Regions from separate parts of the Mus musculus genome. Here region 2 is linked to region 1. Evidence: chromatin contacts called from public HiChIP or PLAC-seq data. All regions are on one chromosome and are shown on one strand. Each heading gives the region's core, a stretch centred on a gene start, on an enhancer-like site or on the middle of the called end of the contact. The rest is flanking DNA. Distances are from core to core; before and after follow the strand shown.

The links. HiChIP or PLAC-seq counts read pairs in DNA pulled down with a chosen protein or histone mark.
Region 2: an HNF4G HiChIP or PLAC-seq map of pancreatic cancer cells shows a contact between it and region 1. The contact joins two enhancer-like sites. A contact is called at or near these places in 1 of 39 promoter capture datasets (macrophages), 3 of 115 datasets of contacts at active chromatin or transcription factors (embryonic stem cells, extraembryonic endoderm stem cells and pancreatic cancer cells) and 3 of 9 other capture datasets (adipose tissue, liver and pancreatic islet).

What each region holds. Positions count from the first base shown.
Region 1 is chr15:83,336,438-83,340,726 of GRCm38.p6, reverse strand. It overlaps Arfgap3 (ADP-ribosylation factor GTPase activating protein 3), which reads left to right. Exons shown (of 16, transcript NM_001357756.1): 3 at 4,001-4,073. Among named protein-coding and RNA genes, the nearest start is that of Gm51290, 3.3 kb to the left of the region's middle. Within about 2 kb of position 2,071, at least 51 of the 459 cell types and tissues checked have an H3K27ac peak or open chromatin away from gene starts, as enhancers often do. A contact at or near this core is called in pancreatic cancer cells, where this site is marked.
Region 2 is chr15:83,408,329-83,412,617 of GRCm38.p6, reverse strand. All of the region lies in intron 1 of Pacsin2 (protein kinase C and casein kinase substrate in neurons 2), which reads left to right. Among named protein-coding and RNA genes, the nearest start is that of Gm41368, 25 kb to the right of the region's middle. Within about 2 kb of position 2,072, at least 101 of the 459 cell types and tissues checked have an H3K27ac peak or open chromatin away from gene starts, as enhancers often do. A contact at or near this core is called in pancreatic cancer cells, where this site is marked.

The DNA of each region.
Region 1 (4,289 bases), core at 822-3,321:
CCAGAGAGATCCACCAGCTGGGACCTAAGCCTTCACGGCTCGCAGGAGGCTGCGGTCACTGACCCAAGCCTTCACGGCGTGTATGGATAGAGTTTGGATGCTTGCTGTTTTGCACTGGCTTGACTTTGCACTTAGCTCACTCTTACCATCCATTCCTCCATAACCCTTTCCTTGCTGAGACTGAATAACGCTCTAGGGATCTATAAACACTGATTTGCTTGTCTGTCCAACCATGGGTAGACACTTGAATTGCTCCCACATGGTAGCCATGGAAATAAAGCTGCCCTGAGCATGTGTATACACTTGTCACTTTGAGAACTGTCCTGAGCCCCTTGAGGACAGCACTCGGAAGTGCTGTCAACAACTCAGGTGATAACTATATTTCTCCTCTTGTGAGGAAGCCCCTCCTTGTCCAGAATGACTCGGCCACCATACATCCCGCCATTTCTGCTTATCTTCATCGGCACTCAGCATCTTCCTCCTCCTCTTCCTCTCCTCCTCTTCCTCCCCTCCTCTTCCTTTCCTCCTCTTCCTCTCCTCCTCTTCCTGGTCCTTACCCTCCTGCTCCTGCTCTTCTTTTCTTTTCTGTAGTGCTGAAGACTACACCAGGGGCCTCGGGCATGCTGCATGGGTATTCTGCTGCTGAGCCAGACCCTTAGCCAAGACTCACTCCCTCCCTCCCTCCCTCCCTCCCTCCTTCCCTCCCTCCCTCCCTCCCTCCCTCCTTCCCTCCCTCCCTCCCTCCCTCCCTCCCCACCCTCTCGCACCAGCCATTGGGTGTGAGGTAGTTTCTCCTTTTATTTCTGGTATGAATTTCCCAGTGGTTAGCGCTCAGCATCTTCTCATGCACGATGGACGTCTGTGTTCCTGCACCCTGGTTTGGATTGAGTTGTTTGTTATATTGAGCTTTCAGAGTTCTTTATGTTTGCCATATATTGATCCCTTATAATAGATACAATTTGAAAATATTTCCTCCCATCTGATGGATGTATCGATTTTCTTTTCTTTCTTTTTCTTTCTTTCTTTCTTTCTTTCTTTCTTTCTTTCTTTCTTTCTGTCTGTCTGTCTGTCTCCCTCTTTCTTTCTTTCTTTCTTTCTTTCTTTCTTTCTTTCTTTCTTTCTTTCCTAATGGCTGTATCAGTACTCTTTCTTTCTGTCTGTCTGTCTGTCTTTCAAGACAGGGTTTCCTTGTGTAACCCTGGCTTTCCTGGAACTCGCTCTGTAGACCAGACTGGCCTCAAACTTAAAAATCTTCCTGTCTCTGCCACCTGCGTGCTGGGATTAAAGGGGTGAGCCACCACCATCATCACCACCTCCTGGCTCTGTTTGTTGATACACTTGTCTTTCCTGACATCCTGTTAGTGTATGCCTTTTGGATCCTTGCCGAGGCGCACACATCAAACCCACTGCTGGAGGTTTTCATCCTGTTCTTTCCAAGGGTTTTATGGTTTCAAATACCACATTTATGTCTTTGACCCTTTTGAGTTTTGTTTTTGTTACTTAGATAGGGTCTCACCATGTAGTGCTGGATGTCCTGGAACTTGCCATGTAGACTAGGCTGTCCTTAAACTCACAGAGATTCACTTGTCCCTGCCTCCCAAGTGCTGGGACTAAAGGTCTATGCCACCACGCCCAGTTTGAGTTAATTTTTGTTTGTGGTTATAACTAAGTGAATAACTTCATAGCGGGGGGGGGGGGGCGGGGGAGCAGATGAACTGAGGACCGTGTATGTATGAACGCCACATTAATGGATGCTAGGCAGTTGACCTGGTAGAATGTGCGCTACAGGGAAGTGAATGCCCAGCCTCTCAGTACTTTTATTTTGAGACAGGTTCTCACACATTGCCTGGGCTGGCCTTAAACTCACTCTGTGGTCCACACTGGCCGTGAACTTGTAATCTTCCATCCTCTGCCTCCTAAGATTATAGATGTGAGCCGCCTGCACCACCACCCCTCCCCCCAGCTTCCAGACTTACTTTTGAGAATGTTTTTCCCAGATTGGTCACGAGCTGTTCATACACAGTGCCACACCCTGTCCAGAGTATAGAAAGACCGGACATGAGGCCACCCACAGCTGCCCCTCCTCTGCCTGTGCTGTTCTGTCCTATGATCACCTCTGAGGCATGTGCCCATGCACAGAGTTCCAGGAAACCAGGTAGGAAGAGGACTGGCCTGGAACCTGGACAGCGAGATCTGTTGGGCCTGTGCAGGTTCAAGCTTGCACCTTTTAAAAGTCAGATAAATGTATGAGTCACATGCTTATGGAAGATTCAAAAAATAACAAGTAAAGAACACTGAGCCAAAGGCAGCTGCCAAGGCTGTGGGCGGGAGAAAGTCCAGGGCACTCACTGCTGAGTTAAGGCTAGCCTGGTCTACATAGTGAAGTCCAGGCTAGCCAGGACTACAGAAAGACAAAATCAGACAAACAAGCCATCCCAAGCCTGACACAGTGGCACATGAAAGGAACCCCAGCCCTGGGGAGTCTAAGAGTAACCTAATTGACCTCAAAAGACCCAGAAAAACACAAACACCCACAGTGAAAAAGTTTCAGCAGCCCCAAGTATGCAAATGAGAGACGGAAGCTCCTGCACTGGCCCCTCCCTTCTTTCTCTCACTACCTCTGCCAGCCACACACATGCACACACAGACAGCTGTAGCTCTCACATGTGAACACTGGGAACAGTGTGCCATGGATGATATAGTTAACCAAGGGCAGGTTTTGTTTTTAGGTTGAATTTCATGTTAGTGATTTTTACAAAGGACAAAGTAATTTCTAAACCGTCTTTGGTTGGTAGTCAATGAAGCAAATTAGGAGTGTGAGTACAGACAAACCAGACGTGATGCCTAGGCCAGGACCCGGGCAGAGCTGTTCACAGGGGCGCTCAGACTCAGCCAGGTGACTGACCGCTCAAGGGATTAAAAAAGAGCCTGAGCAGGGCCTGCGTCTCCATCTCCTCGCCTCAGCGGTTAACAAGAGCACTTTTTTTTTCCCTCAGCACTCGGCTTTCATAGGACTCTGCCAAGCAGCAGCTCTTCCTGTGGCAGTGGGTACTGCCTAAGGCTTCTGCCTGCTGGGGTGGGCGTACATAGGCCTTTACCACCTTTGTCTTGGGGGGTCTAGGGCTCCGCAGGAATCCCTGGCAGCTCAGTTTAAGAGCCCTGCCTAACCGGAGCTGGAGAGGTGACTCCAGTTTTAGTTAAGAGCACTTGCTCCTCTTGTAGAAGACCCAGGTTCAGCTCCCAGCAGTCCCGTCAGATGGCGACGCACCCGTGACCCCATCCATAGGCATATATGTGACAGATGCAACATACATGTACATAATAAAAATAAATGTTAAAGAAAAAGAGAAGAGGATGGAAAGATAGCTCAGTGATGAAAAGTATTGGCTATTCTTCCAGAGAACCCAGGTTTGGTTCCCAGCATGCATGTGGAGTCTCATAACTGTGTGTAGCTCTAGGTGTAGACCAGGTATACACATGGTGCACAGACACACATGTGGGTAAGGCAAACACATAGCAGCCATAGTGCTCACCCTGGGCTCCTGTCTTACCCCTTGGGGGCACTGAAACAGGGTTATAGGGAAATCTGTCAAGGCTCTGCCCCTGCCTGTGTGGGTTACAGGGGTAACAGGTGCACAGCACCAGGCCTGGCCACACAGAACTCCCCAAATCCCACAGTGCAAGGAAATGTTTCTTGTTTTTGTTTGTTTGTTTTTGTTTTCATATTTTTGGATTTATCTATTTATTATGTATGCAGCTTTCTTGCTGCATGTATGTCTGCAGGCCAGAAGAGGGCATCAGATCCCCTTAAAGATGATTGTAAGCCACCATGTGGTTGCTGGGAATTGAACTCAGGACAACCTCTAGAAGAGCAGTCAGCCATCTTAACTACTTAACTACTGAGCCATCTCTCCAGCCCTGAGGGAACATTTTGGAAGTTTAGCAGTTTGATGCCAGAGATGGAGAGTTTCACATCTTGTAACCTTTGTGTTCCTCTCAGGTCCACAGAGCTGGATTCAAACTGGTCGTGGTTCCAGCTTCGATGCATGCAAGTTGGAGGGAACTCAAATGCTGTAAGTCCCCCGGACTTGCCCTTCCCTCTGCTGGTAGACCAGAAACCTTTCCAGTGGAGCCAGTGTGTGTGTGTCTTCTGGGGCAGGGGCACGACAGGGTTCGTTTTCTTCAGTGCTGTAGCCAGAGGATCATTGTTCAGGCTCCAATAAATAGCCCCACCCCATGCTTCTGCCAGCATCCCTAACTGAACTCAGTGGGTCACACAAAAAGGCAAG
Region 2 (4,289 bases), core at 823-3,322, 72 kb before region 1:
GGGAGGTCCATGTGTGGGAGTGGGGTACCTTCACTGGGGTACTTTGGGAAGGGATGATCTTTCTCACCCTTCCTGATGCTCTCTCCCTTACCCTCTGTCCCTCCTGTGGAAAGAAGGGCCCTGAATGTTGAGTGAAACACCTGTCCTTTTCTGAGTTGTTTTCTGGTTGGTTGGTTGGTTGGTTGGTTGTTTTTTTGTTTTGTTCTTGTTTTTTGAGACAGGATTTCTCTTTGTAGCCTTGTGTGTCCTGGAACTCTGTAGACACCAGACTGGCCTCAAACTCACAGAGAACTGCCTACCTGTGCCTCCTGAGAACTGGGATAAAAGGCATGTACCACCACCGCCTGGCTTTAATTGGGGTTTTTAAGAGGGTTTATTTTCAGAAAAATGGTTCTGTGTCCTCACGGAGCTCCTAAAGTTGCTTGCCTCTTACCAGCCCACTCTGTAGTTTGATGGGCTGGCCTGTGTCATCCATGGTTTAAAATCCTTCTCTAGGCAACTTAGTTTTCAGGCAGTATTTTCCAAGGCAACTACATCTTCAGAGAAATTCTTAGAAGAATTAAAAACTATACTCCTCCTCTAAACTCTCATTGTTTAGACTGGCAAGTGCTCTGGCAGGTGGGGGACCAAGTGTTGGGTCTCAGGCCGCTCCACTTTAGCAGCAGCCTCTAGAATCCAGCATCTTTTGATGGTCAGTTTCCCCGCTCATTGTTGAGGGCTCCACACCGCGTTCCAGAGAGAGAAGTCACTTTATTTGCTGATCTCTATCACTTCCTTTAAGGAATGTTCCCTTTTCCAGATGAAGTCATTGGAAGCAAAATAGGTTGTGCCAGGTAGCTGAGTTGAAACACATGTTTCTTCTTAACCAATGGTGTGAGGCCATGTGTTAGCTCAGGCCTGAACCAGGTGGTTTGTGTGCTCAAGAGATGCAGGACCCCTGTCCTTCTTCCTAAGGGACTGAGTGGACACACACTGAAGCTGGCAGCAGAGGGCCTCAGCTGGGCTGGAGGGTGCCTGTGTGGTTGGAGGGAGCAGAGCCTGAGCTTTTCATTGTTGTTGAGCCGCTGAACCCACTTGTGATGAATATGGTAGTGCTGGGCTCTCTTTCAGCCTTTAGAAGGACTTGAAGAAAAGAACATAGAATAAAATGGGAAGGGGACAGGTGTATTGATAAAGTAATTTTAGCCACTGGAGTTAAAACCTCTTCAAATAGTTTCCTTCTGTGGATCTCATCTCCCTGATTCAAAGTCACTCAGACTTCAGCCCCCCCCCCTAAAATGTCTGACAAGTTTTAGCAGAGTGAGGTATCCAAAGAAACGTGGATGCTACAGAGAAGGCCGTGAAGAAAAGAGGGCAGTGATACAGACCCACGCCCTCGGAGTTCCCATTTGTGGTGTGGTGGTGTAGCCTTTAATCCTAACACTCAGGAAGCAGAGGTAGATGGAACTCTGTGAGTTTGAGGCTAACCTAATCTACAGAGTTTCAGGAGAGCTAGGGCTATGTAGAGAGACCCTGTTGATAGGCAGGCAGGCAGACAGACAGACAAAATACAAAAAGGTGTTAGACATTGAAAGTGGTTTTGAGTGGGAGTTTGAGGCTAGGATACTGCCTGCCTCACCCAGGTCTGTAGTGCAGGAAGGGCATGGCAGACAGGAGGCGTGAACTGGCTGTACCTACAGTGCAGTGGCAGTAGAGTACCCACTTGGTCAGAGCTGTGTGCTCTGGGGGTGGGGTGGGAGGGCGAGGCTTGGGGACTGACAGTTTGGTGGGAAGCGAGCAGAGCTGGAGCTGTGGAGGCCATGGAGGGGCATGCATGGTCACTGGGCTGATTTCTCTCGAAGCTGGGAGGCTTGTCCTGGGATGTGGCCATGTGGGACCACCCTTCATCCCAACATGGCATCATTCAGGAAACAAAATGTCTTTGCCGGTTTGGTATTTCTTTCAAAAGCATTCTGTGTGGTTGGATGACATTTCAAATAGCTCAGGAGGCTGTTAACAGTAGAGTCTCCCCATGCCAGGGGCACATGTGACTGAGTGAGGACTGTGTAGCCATGAGCTTTGAGAGGTCACAGTTGCTGCCGTCCAGCAGGACACGTATGATGCTGCCCCGCAGCTGCCTGTGTTCCATCTCTGCACAGCCCTTGTCCTGGCTGCCTGGTGCCCCATGCTTCAAGTGTATTTCCTCTTCTCCTTTTAAGTCTCTTCTCATCTTTCTTTCCTTTCTCAGACAGGAGTTTACTGTTGGGAAAGCTGACCTTGTCGGTTCTACTTCCTCAGCCTCCCTGGTGCCAGACTCACGCCTCTGAGTCACTTCTCCCCGCTACAGTATCAGCATTTGATGGACACCAAAGTAGCTCTGAGTTTTCAGGGTTGTTTTTTTTTTTTCTGAACAGTCCCACAGTGAACTCTTAGCTCTCCTGGCTGAGCTTATCCATAGGGTAAACTTGCAGCTGAAACAGGTCCCAGGATAGATGGTAACTTCTCACATTGAGGTTGGATAATGTGCAGAGCTAAGGACAGATACAAAATATACAAGCTTGGGCTTTGTTTTTTTTTTTTTTAAGATTTACTTTTAATTATGTGAGTGTATGTGTGAGTGAAAGGGGACATGTGTATGAGGCACAGGTGCCCAAAGAGGCCAGACACATCGGATTCCCCTGGAGCTAGGTGTTCAGATGGTTGTGAGCTGTCTGACGTGGATCCTGGGAACCAAACTGGCATCACCTGCAAGAGCAGTAAATGCTCTTAAGTGCCCCATGCTTGGTTTTAAATAGCATGTCTTACTGCGTGGTTTTAGTTCTGAAAAGCTAAGTGCAGAGGTCCAGTCCAAGTTACTGTGCATCCTGTAGGTGAGATCCCATTGGTCCCTCTGCAGCTTTTGGTGCTGACCTCCCTGAGCCTAGTACATAGCAGGCCCGTCACTCTCCTGTCCCTTTACTGAGAGGTACCTGTCCCTACTTCCCGTCTTTTGGAGTCTTCTGAGGACATACTTGATCTCACCAAGTCCCTGTCCCTCACACTTCTTTCCCTAGCACCTATATTTCCTCTGTCCTAGAATTTAGCACACTGTGTGGCTCTGTCACTTAGCTGCATGGCAGGGTATCCTAGGGAGAATATCAACTCCAGGAGGACAGAGACTGTTAGCAGTTTAGGACAGTTGCTAGTATGTGGGAGATGTTTGTGGAATGAATGACTAACTGTGTACACTTATTTAAAGACTGCTGGCTGCCCACCTCACCCTGGGGCTGCACAGTGACTCGGAAGAGGCAGACATTTCCTAGGGACTGAAGAATATTCTGTGCAGGTAATGAGTAAGAAAGAAGCTTGTGTACCCATGGGACAGAAAGTGGCCTGGGAAGGCCGTGTGTGTACCACTGCTGCCCTCTGCGGCTAGTGCTTGGCAGGGATTTCAGAGGAGAGCTTCCTCTCATCTTTCAGGGAAGACAGGCAAGCACAGTTCTCGGACCCCCGTGCTTTCTGCAGTAGCCTGTAGGCCTCAGGAAGGCCTCTTGGTTTTTCCTCTGGAATGAACTAAAGGGATTAAAGTGAAGCTAGACGTCTTATGTAACACATCCTTTGTGTACCTGATACCTGTTATCAGGCCTGAAATGGTAGGAGGAGGTTATGCCAGCCTCCAGCTGGGGCCAAGGGCAGCTGTGGCCTCATCTGTTAACCTCTAAGCTTCTGCATGCTGGCAAAAGACTGGCTCTGGGACACGTGTGACATTGTACAGCTAGAAAAGTCACTAGAAGTAGGAACCTAGGCACTCTTGCCACATTCTTGCTCCTGGATTCCTAAGGAGTGCCTCTTAAACAGGATTGCTTAATAACTGTCTAAGGAGGGCTTACTGTGTGCTGGCCTTAGGGTCTCACACTGTGGCTCAGATGGCCTAGGGCATGTTCTGCAACCCAGGCGGCCTTGAACCCAGCAGTCCTTTTGCCTCTTGAGCTTCCTAAGTGCTGAGATGTCAGGCATTGGCCACCAATGTGGCTTTTTTAATTAGTTTCTTGCTGGCAGGTTATATGTTTATTGTACCATCAACTGGACTGGATTTAGAATCACCTAGGAAACATACGTCTAGTCAAGTCTGTGAGGGCGTATCCAGGTTTAGCCGAGAAGGGAAGGCCTACTCTAAATGTGGGCAGTACGTCCAATGGGTGTGGGTCCTAGGCTAAATAAAAAGGAGGAAGTTAGTTGAGTCCCATCTCTGCTCTCCGGGCTATGAATGCAGTGTGACCAGCTGACTCAGACTGGGGTATCTCCATCACTGATGGATTGTGTCATCAAAC